3 separate regions of the Mus musculus genome follow, and all the other regions are linked to region 3. Evidence: chromatin contacts called from public Hi-C and Micro-C data. All regions are on one chromosome and are shown on one strand. Each heading gives the region's core, a stretch centred on a gene start, on an enhancer-like site or on the middle of the called end of the contact. The rest is flanking DNA. Distances are from core to core; before and after follow the strand shown.

Region 1 (2,700 bases), core at 102-2,601, about 11 Mb after region 3:
CACCCCCCACTCCCAGGGCCCCTGAGAGCCCTTACCTGGAAGCCGGCGACGCTGCCGCCCATCTCCCTGCTGCGGGTATGCAAACCGAACAGCGGGCGAAGGCCCTTCTGCCGGGCACTCCTCTGCCAGCGCCGCTCTGCCCGAGTCGCAGAGGCCGAATGTGCGACGGGACAGAACGGGGAGATGGCTTTTTTGGTGGGGAGGGGGGCGTCTCTTCTGCTTCTTTAGGGTATCTTAGGGCTGGGGCGGGCCAGATATTGTACTTTCGGGGGGGAAAAGGTATCGGGAAATGAGGTCAGCTGTTGTATCAAGGATAGTTGGGGGGCAGAGATAGTGAGAGAGACAGAGTGAACGTGAAAGGGGGGGACCACAGAGAGGGAGAGAGGGAGAGAGGACAGCGAGAGGCGGGTAGGCTCACAGCGGGAGAGGACAGCACGGAGAGAAACAGAAAGCGTATAATTAATCCACTTGGGTAGGCGAAGGCAGAGGGCGGACGTGAGGGGGAGGGAGTCTGAGGCGAGGAGGAACGGGGAGGGGGCAGGAGGGGAGCTTAGGAAAGGTGGCGGGTAAGCGGGTGCGCGAGGGGGGGCGCACCCTAAGCAGAGGAGAGGATGCAACTTCGAAGGACCGAGGACGGTGTTGAGGGGGGAGGAATGGAGGCGTCACCCCGGCCACGGGCACCCAGCTCGGTTAGGGTCGACGGAGCCCTCAGCCGTCGTAAGCCCGGGCTTCTTGTGGGGGGGACAGGCGTGGCGGCGCCTCAGCTGCTCGGGACTGCAGCGAAAAGAGGGGAGCAGCCGGGCTGCGCACCGGGGAGGGCTGGGAGGGGAAGCGCGGGGGATGACAACGCCGGCGACCTGCAAGCCGGACTGCCTGCGGTGGGGACCGCCTCCTCTGGCGAAGCAGGAATGGGGTGTTGAGGTAGATAGAGGAGGAGGCGGTGGGGAGATCCGCAGGCCCGACGGAGCGCGGCCCCGCCGACGGCGCCCTGCACAGGAGTTAGCAGCAGCGAGGTGGCGGACGGCGTCGACGCGGGGCCGCCAGCCCGGATGGAGGCGCTGGCGGGCCGAGCGCGGGCGGGCGTGGGCCAGGAGGCGGGGGCGGCCGGAAGGGGGGGCCGGGGGCCGGCCTGGCCTCACGCAGCTCCGCCGGAGAGCAGGCGAACTCCGGGCGCCAACGCCCGGTTCTTATAGCCGCGCCACCCCGCGGCTCGGCGCCCGCTCGGGCCCCGCTGGCCTTACGCCCGCGCCAATGGGCGTCCGCAGGGCCCTCGCCCCGCCCCGGGACCGCCCCCGCAACTCGAGCCACGCGGGGAATGCGGGTCGGGGGCCCTGGGCACGGGGGTTGCCGGTGGGGGGGGGGAGTGGAGTGCCTGGTGGCAAAGATGGGGGGGGGCTGTGCGCCCCAACAGGCCCACTAAATCCTGGGTGTCTATCCCTAAAAATCGAGGTCCCATGTCATGTTTCCGGGGTGCCCTGTGCTTGTGCAACATGGGCGCGTGGTGCGAACCAACGTGCGTGGCACCCTAGGCCTCAGTGGTAGTGGCAGGACCTGTGCTCAGTTAGAGGGTTACAAGGTAGGCGCATCCCGGCCGACTGAGTTAAGGCGCAGGTAGCTGGGTAGAGGGTTCTCACAGGGACCTACTTGCTAAGCAGGGGACAGTCCCCTGGATCGGCTGGGGGGGGGGGGGGGAGCGCGCAGCCTCCACCTGCCTGAGCAGGCAGGGCGGGCTGTGAGGCACCTCGAATAGCAGCCAGATAGATCTTACTAAGCGCCCCTAACCTCTGCTTTGCCTGGGATCTCCTAGCAGCCTTTGGGGGGCCACCAGGTGCACCATGAAGGGAAGGCTGGCTTGGCCACGCCAAATCTGGGCCCCGCGTGGAGCCCCCGCACAATGTCTGCGCCCTTCAGCAGAAAAAGAAGCAGGGCGGGAAACGTAGCTCAAACCAGACCTGTAAACCAGAGCTCACTGAAGTGCTTCTAAGCGGCGCGCCTTTGGGACCCCACCCAGTATGAGCAGATAACAGTTCCCTGTCCTCAGCACTTTGAATTTGCTTAGTTGCAGGTTCGGCCCCAGGGGCCAATGCGATAATTCCGGGCTATTAAGAAACTCTCCCCGGGTGGTTTCAGATATAAGAAGCCATTGTGATTTTTACCAAGTCAAAATCACTTCTAAACCGGTGCACCTTGTTTCCCTCTCCCGACCTCCGCACCTCTAGGCCTCTAAAGGGCCACTACTGGCGGAAACCAGTGCACCCGGGGCTAACCTCCCGGCCCGACCATCAATCACCGCGCCCGCGCTCTACACTCGCTTCCCCAAGCCCTCGACCTGTAGGGTTGGAGGCTCCAAGCCGCCCGAGCGCTCTGCCCTTCCCGCTTCCTGGCCGCCCAGGCGCTTTCCCTACCACCGCGTTGTTTGCAGAGTGCACACAAAGTGGCGCGCGTTTCGGAGCGCCCAGCCCAAAGGAGCGCTGCCGCCGAGGGAGAAGCCAGCAGCCCGCTCCCGCGCTACTCCGCAGCAGCCCTGAGGACAAACTGCGAGGTAGCCGGTGCCCCGCAGTGGAAGAGCTGGGGCACGAGGGAGCGCGCCACGGGGAGCTCACCACAAGGCCGAAGGTCGGGTCCGCTGGCGCAGGAGGATCGGAGGAGAAGGGCGGGAGAGCGGATGAAGTGGGAGCTGCTGAAGTGGACGCTGCTGAA
Region 2 (2,750 bases), core at 24-2,523, about 13 Mb before region 3:
ATTTCAGGGCTCACTCACTGCTATGGGGCACTCTTGTCTCTGTCAGCTTTGTCCCTCACACCATGGTCCCCTCATGCCACCCTTCTTGAGGCACTGCCTCTGTTAAAGCCTTTGCCTGAGAGCCCATTCTCTGCGTCCCAGTGTTTCACTGGGATAGTGCTAGTGGGACAGATCTCACCTCTTGATACCCATCATCCCATGATTCCTCTGCCTCCAGCTCTTAGCCTACCTTTTTATTTTTATTTTTTGGCATGAGTGTATATATATATATATATATATATATATATATATATATATATATATACACACATGTACATATGTATAGGGAGACCAGAGATATCCATCTCTGTTGGGTATCTTTTTCAGTCAATTTCCACCCTAATTTTTGAGGATCTCATTGAAACTGGCTAGAATGGCCGGCCTGAGATCGCCAGGGAGTTCCTATTTCTATATCCCCAGGACTGGCAATTATAATTTTTAGCCAGGACTCAGAGCCTTTTTAGGGGAGTGTTCAGGCTCTGAACTCAGGTCCTCATGCTTGAGTGGCAAATGCTTTAGTGACTGAGCATCTCTCTAGATGACCCTTTCCTCCTATTAGAGATTTTTGTACCAGGTGCAGTATAAGAGTTTTCTCTGTTATGCCTCACAACCACTCTTGGTAGGCTCTTTAAAATTCCCACTATACATAAACAAAAATAAGCACCAGGAGGACGGCAAAGCCCAGTTATAGAATGGAAATGGTGTCATTAAATCAAAAAAGCTCTTAGTGAGTAATTTAGGTAAGAACTGATAAAAAATATTGGTGGATTTTTTTTTTTTGCCAACTTGAAGTTATCTTTTCCTCTGTATATTCCCCGCAACTGATCTGCAAAGAAGTGCAAATATATTAAAGCCTTGAGTTGGTGTCTGCGATTCAGCCACATTTTTCATTTATAGGGAAAACATGGGTGAATGTTGTACATTTTCCATCGACCAAACAGGAGACTATCTCTATACAGACAGACAGACGGACGGACGGACGGACAGACAGACAAACAAAAATACCCGACAACTTCCCAGGAACACTTTTGGGGTTTAAGGCCCTGAGGAGACTTTCTATGGTAATTTATAGTCAAAGCCCTTAGTTTGCAGTGAAGACTACTCTTCCCAGCGTGCATCTCGATTGCGTAAAGCTCATGTAAGCGCTTGCTGATGACCGCAGTGCACTTTGGGAATTGTAGTCTATGGAGGCCCAACCGCTTCAACTGCCCGCCAAACAGCCACCGGAAGTACCGGCCCTGAGGGGTGGAGTTGAGCTGGTGGCGGCGGCAGCGGTTGCCAGGATCCCGCGTTGCCGCCTGAGGGACCCGTAATATGGCGGGGAGGAGGAGGAGGAGAAGGCGGAGGACCTAGATGCGCTCTGTCTAAACCGACTGAGGCCTTTGCTTACAGAGGAGGCTGGTCCACGGGCAGAGAAGCTGACCGGGCAGTAGGTGTCAGGTGTGTGCAAGAGGACTGGGTTCGTTTTCCTACGGGTCTAGGCTGAGGTGAGACCCGGCATTGGTGTCCCGAGGGACAGAAGGCCGGCGTTCCGGACCCGGTTTGGCTTCCCTCGGTCACGAGCCCTTGAAGGCATCGGGAATGGGGAGGCGGGAGTTGAGGACCGGGGTCAGGGGGACTTGGAGGGGATGCTTGGATGCTGGCTCCGCCCAGTGAAGCATCCTGCGCTGAAGAGTAGGCACTTCATGGTGACTTCAGTTTGGTGTCGGAGGTAGTGTAGGAGGAGATGGAGGCGTCCCCCGGGGTGTGCACTGGCCATTTCTAAATACTGGTTACCGCAACCAAAGGCCCATAGGAGCGCTGTTTACACCAGCTTTGCCACTCTGGGGCATCTGCAGGATAATGTAGCTGGTTCTCTCAGACACCCATGATGCTGTTAAGTGGTTCCTACCTTAAGAGATGGATTTGGATGAGAAAGCCCTTTCTCATGTTTTCAAGTCACATTTGAGTCTCAGGAAGAACCAAAAATTGTCTCTTCTCCAAGAGTTCACACGGAGGTGATAAAAACACCATTATATCCTCCGTTTGGAAGCAGCTTCCACTTACTGATGCTTCTATTTGTCCTACATACAGTCCTGCGATTGCTGTCTGTGCCTTAGCTCATTGTTTTCTCATAAAATCGCCTTGAGACAGAGCCCCACTTTATAGATGGTGGGGTCCAGGGATATTAGCCTACCATGAATGTACGAACAGCTAGTATGTCCTTAAACAGCATATCTTTCTCCCTTTACAGACTCTGTAGGAAGTTTATGTGTTTGTGGAAAAACTTAGTGGTAAGCAGCCAGCCTTGGAAGCTGTGTTACCTTCGCCTTTCCTTTCAGTGACATTTCTGAGTACAGGTTATGAATAAGTAGATAGGAGCCATGAGGCTATAGGGTTTGCCAAGAGACTTCCTGGACAAAGGTCACTTGTAATTAGGTAGAAATGGAGTAGAAAAGGCATGCCTGGACCTGCTGAGGCTGGTGTGAATGTAAGTGGACCATGGACCAGTAATGCCTGATGCTAAAGTATGGGGTGGTAGGTTTGAGGTTGGGATCACCTTGTCATCAAGACTCCCTTAAAATAAACCTTGCTTGCAAGTGGTAACTGGTGTGAGAAATGTAGTGCCCTCTTGCACAATTGTAGAATCCCGGACTCTCTTTTTAATGACTACTTTTGCAATTGAGAGGTACCTAGTTCTCTGGGAATAGGGTTGTTCTCCAAGTTGCCAT
Region 3 (2,700 bases), core at 75-2,574:
ACTCTAGATCAGGTAACAGGTGCTCTAGGGATTAAACAAGCAAGAGTCAGGGCTTAGGGAGAGGCCACAAGAAGGAAGGAGAGAGTCAGGTTTTATAAAGCTGTACCTTGACCTCTGAAAGGAAAGCAACACTTCAAATAATTTTAGGATGGGGAAAACGAGGCGTGGAAAGTGTACATATCTTGCCCAAAGACACCCTACCTATATTTAACAGGATCCTGTCCAATTCTAAAAAGTCCCCATACCTACCTACTTCGTTTCCTTCCAGAAGCAGCGTAGCCATTTTGAGACCGCCAGTATTTACCAGCAAAATAAAGTAAATGAGTTTAGCTGCAGTGTGGGAAGGCGAGCTGTGTGGTATTCGGTCAAGGATTAGGAAATAACTATTCTGCACTCTGAGAGTTTATAGGTTTCTAGCTGACACATCATCACAACCAGAGAATGGGGGCAGGCGACACTAAGAAGTTTGCCAGGGGGCAGGGATGCTTCTACTGGGACCAGACTTGTTCAAGTTCACACAGTGCAAATGGCGTTTGCTGGAATGTGAGCCGGAACCTCGGGACATTTGGGGGCTACTCTGTTTCCAAAATCCTCTGCCCCCTTTAGTCAGCGGGGTCTTCAGGTCCAGAGCTGTAGAATTTCTTTGCTCCTGTGTCTCCCAGCGGAGAGCCACATACTGTCAATCCCCAACGCAGCGGGAGAAGACTCGTAGAGCGCTGTTAGTTCCCAAGAGGCTAGAAGGGGTTGAGGACTGGGGAGGGTGGCAGCAGCCTATGGTGTGCATCTTGGATGTGAGAGAGCCCCACCAGCTCGACCCCGGGCGCTGTTCTCGTTTCTGGAGAGGCAAGGCAAAGACCAGGAACACAGGCTGCAATCTAAGCTGCCTTCAGCCCCAGATGTTACGGGCTGGACAGAGCTGATGCGAGTGCGCGTCTAGGCTTGCTCCCGGAGCTTCCCGGTGCTGCGTGCTCGGCCCCAGCTTTTTAAAAAATTCCGGGGCCGCTCCGCGGCGCTGCGATTGGCCGCGGCCGGGTAACCTCTATGCAAATGAGGCCGCGCAGCCTCCGCGTCGCTGGAGACCGGTGGAGTTGTCAAACGAGGAAGGGACATTGGCACCGGGGCTGGGCGGGCTCACCCAGAGCCGGGCCGGCAGGGACCCGCGCACAGCGGTCCGGTGCCTGCGCGTCCTGGAGCAGAAGGGACGCCTCGCCAGCCTCGTAGCCCCCTCCCCTTGCTTTCCCTCCCGCCCCTCCCCCCGCCCGCCTGCCCGCACCACCTTCCACCCAGCCCCGCTCTAAAGGGAGTTCTTGGTTTCCTCCGATTTCTTATGAACCCAGGATGGGCAGCAAGGAAGATGTGGGGAAGGGATGTCCGGCGGCCGGTGGCGTCTCCAGCTTCACCATCCAGTCCATCCTGGGCGGGGGCCCCTCCGAGGCACCGCGGGAGCCCGCCGGGTGGCCAGCCAGGAAACGCAGCCTGTCTGTGTCCTCGGAGGAGGAGGAGCCGGAGGAAGGTTGGAAGGCTCCGGCTTGCTTCTGCCCAGATCCGCACGGCCCCAAGGAGCCAAGCCCTAAGCACCATACCCCCATCCCTTTCCCTTGCCTGGGTAAGGATCGCAGGTCGGGAGTCTGGCCCGAGTGAGCGTGAGCCGATGCGGTGTGTGATTGTCGGAGACGCGGAGCAGGGCATCCCCGGGTCACAGCCGGGCCGCTAGTGGTCCAGGCTAAGGGGAGGGGACTACGCACCCATGGTGCATTCTCGAAAAGGCCGGAAGGGCCGGCGCTGGGGAGAAGTAGAGGAATATTGGGGCGGTAAGGGGAAGACTGGGTAAGGGGAAGGAGGGTGAACCAGAGTGGGCCAGGAACTCTGCGGGCGGTACACAATGCTGGCCAAAATGGTTTCGCACGCCGGGTACTTTCTGTCCTGACTTAGTTCTGCAGGTCTGGTTTGGGTGTTCTGTCAGTCCTGCAGGCTCTATGTCTTTTCCCTCCTCTCGGCCTCTTCTCGAAGTGATTAGTACTCTAAAATGATTGACAGTGCTGAGTTTCAGAGAGGTAAAAGCTAACGGAGGACAGCCAAGGAGTTATGAATAAAATTAGCCCGACTCTCAAAGAAAACGGCCTGTAAAATGATGCTACCTTGTAGAGCTCAGTCCTCAAAGGCAAAAATCACCTTTAAAAAATGGTGTTAATGTCCCCATTCCAGACCCGGTACCACGTTTACTTTTATAAGAGTGGAAGGAGACCCTCCAGCTCGGATTATATGGAACCCTCTTCTGCTGCTTTGAAAGGCCGAGGCTCTGGACTTTGGGCGCTAGCAGGACGCAGTAGAAAAGGAAAGGGTTAGCAATAGGGGAATCAAGGATGCAGGCATCAGTCAACCTCCTTGTCCCCGGCAGAGCTGAGAGTCTTTAAGGCTCATCAACTCCATGGTCATTCTGTTTGTGCTCACTCTTCAGGTACCCCCAAGGGCAGCGGAGGCGCAGGGCCTGCGGCCTCGGAGCGCACGCCATTCCTTTCTCCTTCTCACCCGGACTTTAAGGAAGAGAAGGAGAGGCTTTTGCCGGCGGGCTCGCCTTCTCCGGGCCCGGAGCGGCCACGGGACGGCGGTGCGGAGCGCCAAACCGGAGCGGCCAAGAAGAAGACGCGCACCGTCTTCTCCCGCAGCCAAGTGTACCAGCTCGAGTCTACCTTCGACATG

Evidence for each region. Hi-C and Micro-C count contacts between places; a contact is called where the count stands out from the background.
Region 1: a Micro-C map of embryonic stem cells shows a contact between it and region 3, with 19 times the contacts expected there. The contact joins the promoter of Igf2os here to the promoter of Hmx2 in region 3. A contact is called at or near these places in 3 of 39 promoter capture datasets (embryonic stem cells, maxillary cranial neural crest and second pharyngeal arch cranial neural crest) and 4 of 484 Hi-C or Micro-C datasets (all in embryonic stem cells).
Region 2: a contact with region 3 is called in a Hi-C map of regulatory T cells, with 11 times the contacts expected there. The contact joins the promoter of Ccp110 here to the promoter of Hmx2 in region 3. A contact is called at or near these places in 3 of 484 Hi-C or Micro-C datasets (CD4 T cells, CD8 T cells and regulatory T cells) and 1 of 9 other capture datasets (liver).

The regions. Positions count from the first base shown.
Region 1 is chr7:142,658,329-142,661,028 of GRCm38.p6, forward strand. It overlaps Igf2os (insulin-like growth factor 2, opposite strand), which reads left to right and starts at 1,352. Exons shown (of 4, transcript NR_002855.3): 1 at 1,352-2,700. It also overlaps a transcript of Igf2 not described here.
Region 2 is chr7:118,711,270-118,714,019 of GRCm38.p6, forward strand. It overlaps Ccp110 (centriolar coiled coil protein 110), which reads left to right and starts at 1,274. Exons shown (of 15, transcript NM_001360794.1): 1 at 1,274-1,479.
Region 3 is chr7:131,552,969-131,555,668 of GRCm38.p6, forward strand. It overlaps Hmx2 (H6 homeobox 2), which reads left to right and starts at 1,325. Exons shown (of 2, transcript NM_145998.4): 1 at 1,325-1,606; 2 at 2,459-2,700. The coding sequence starts at 1,339.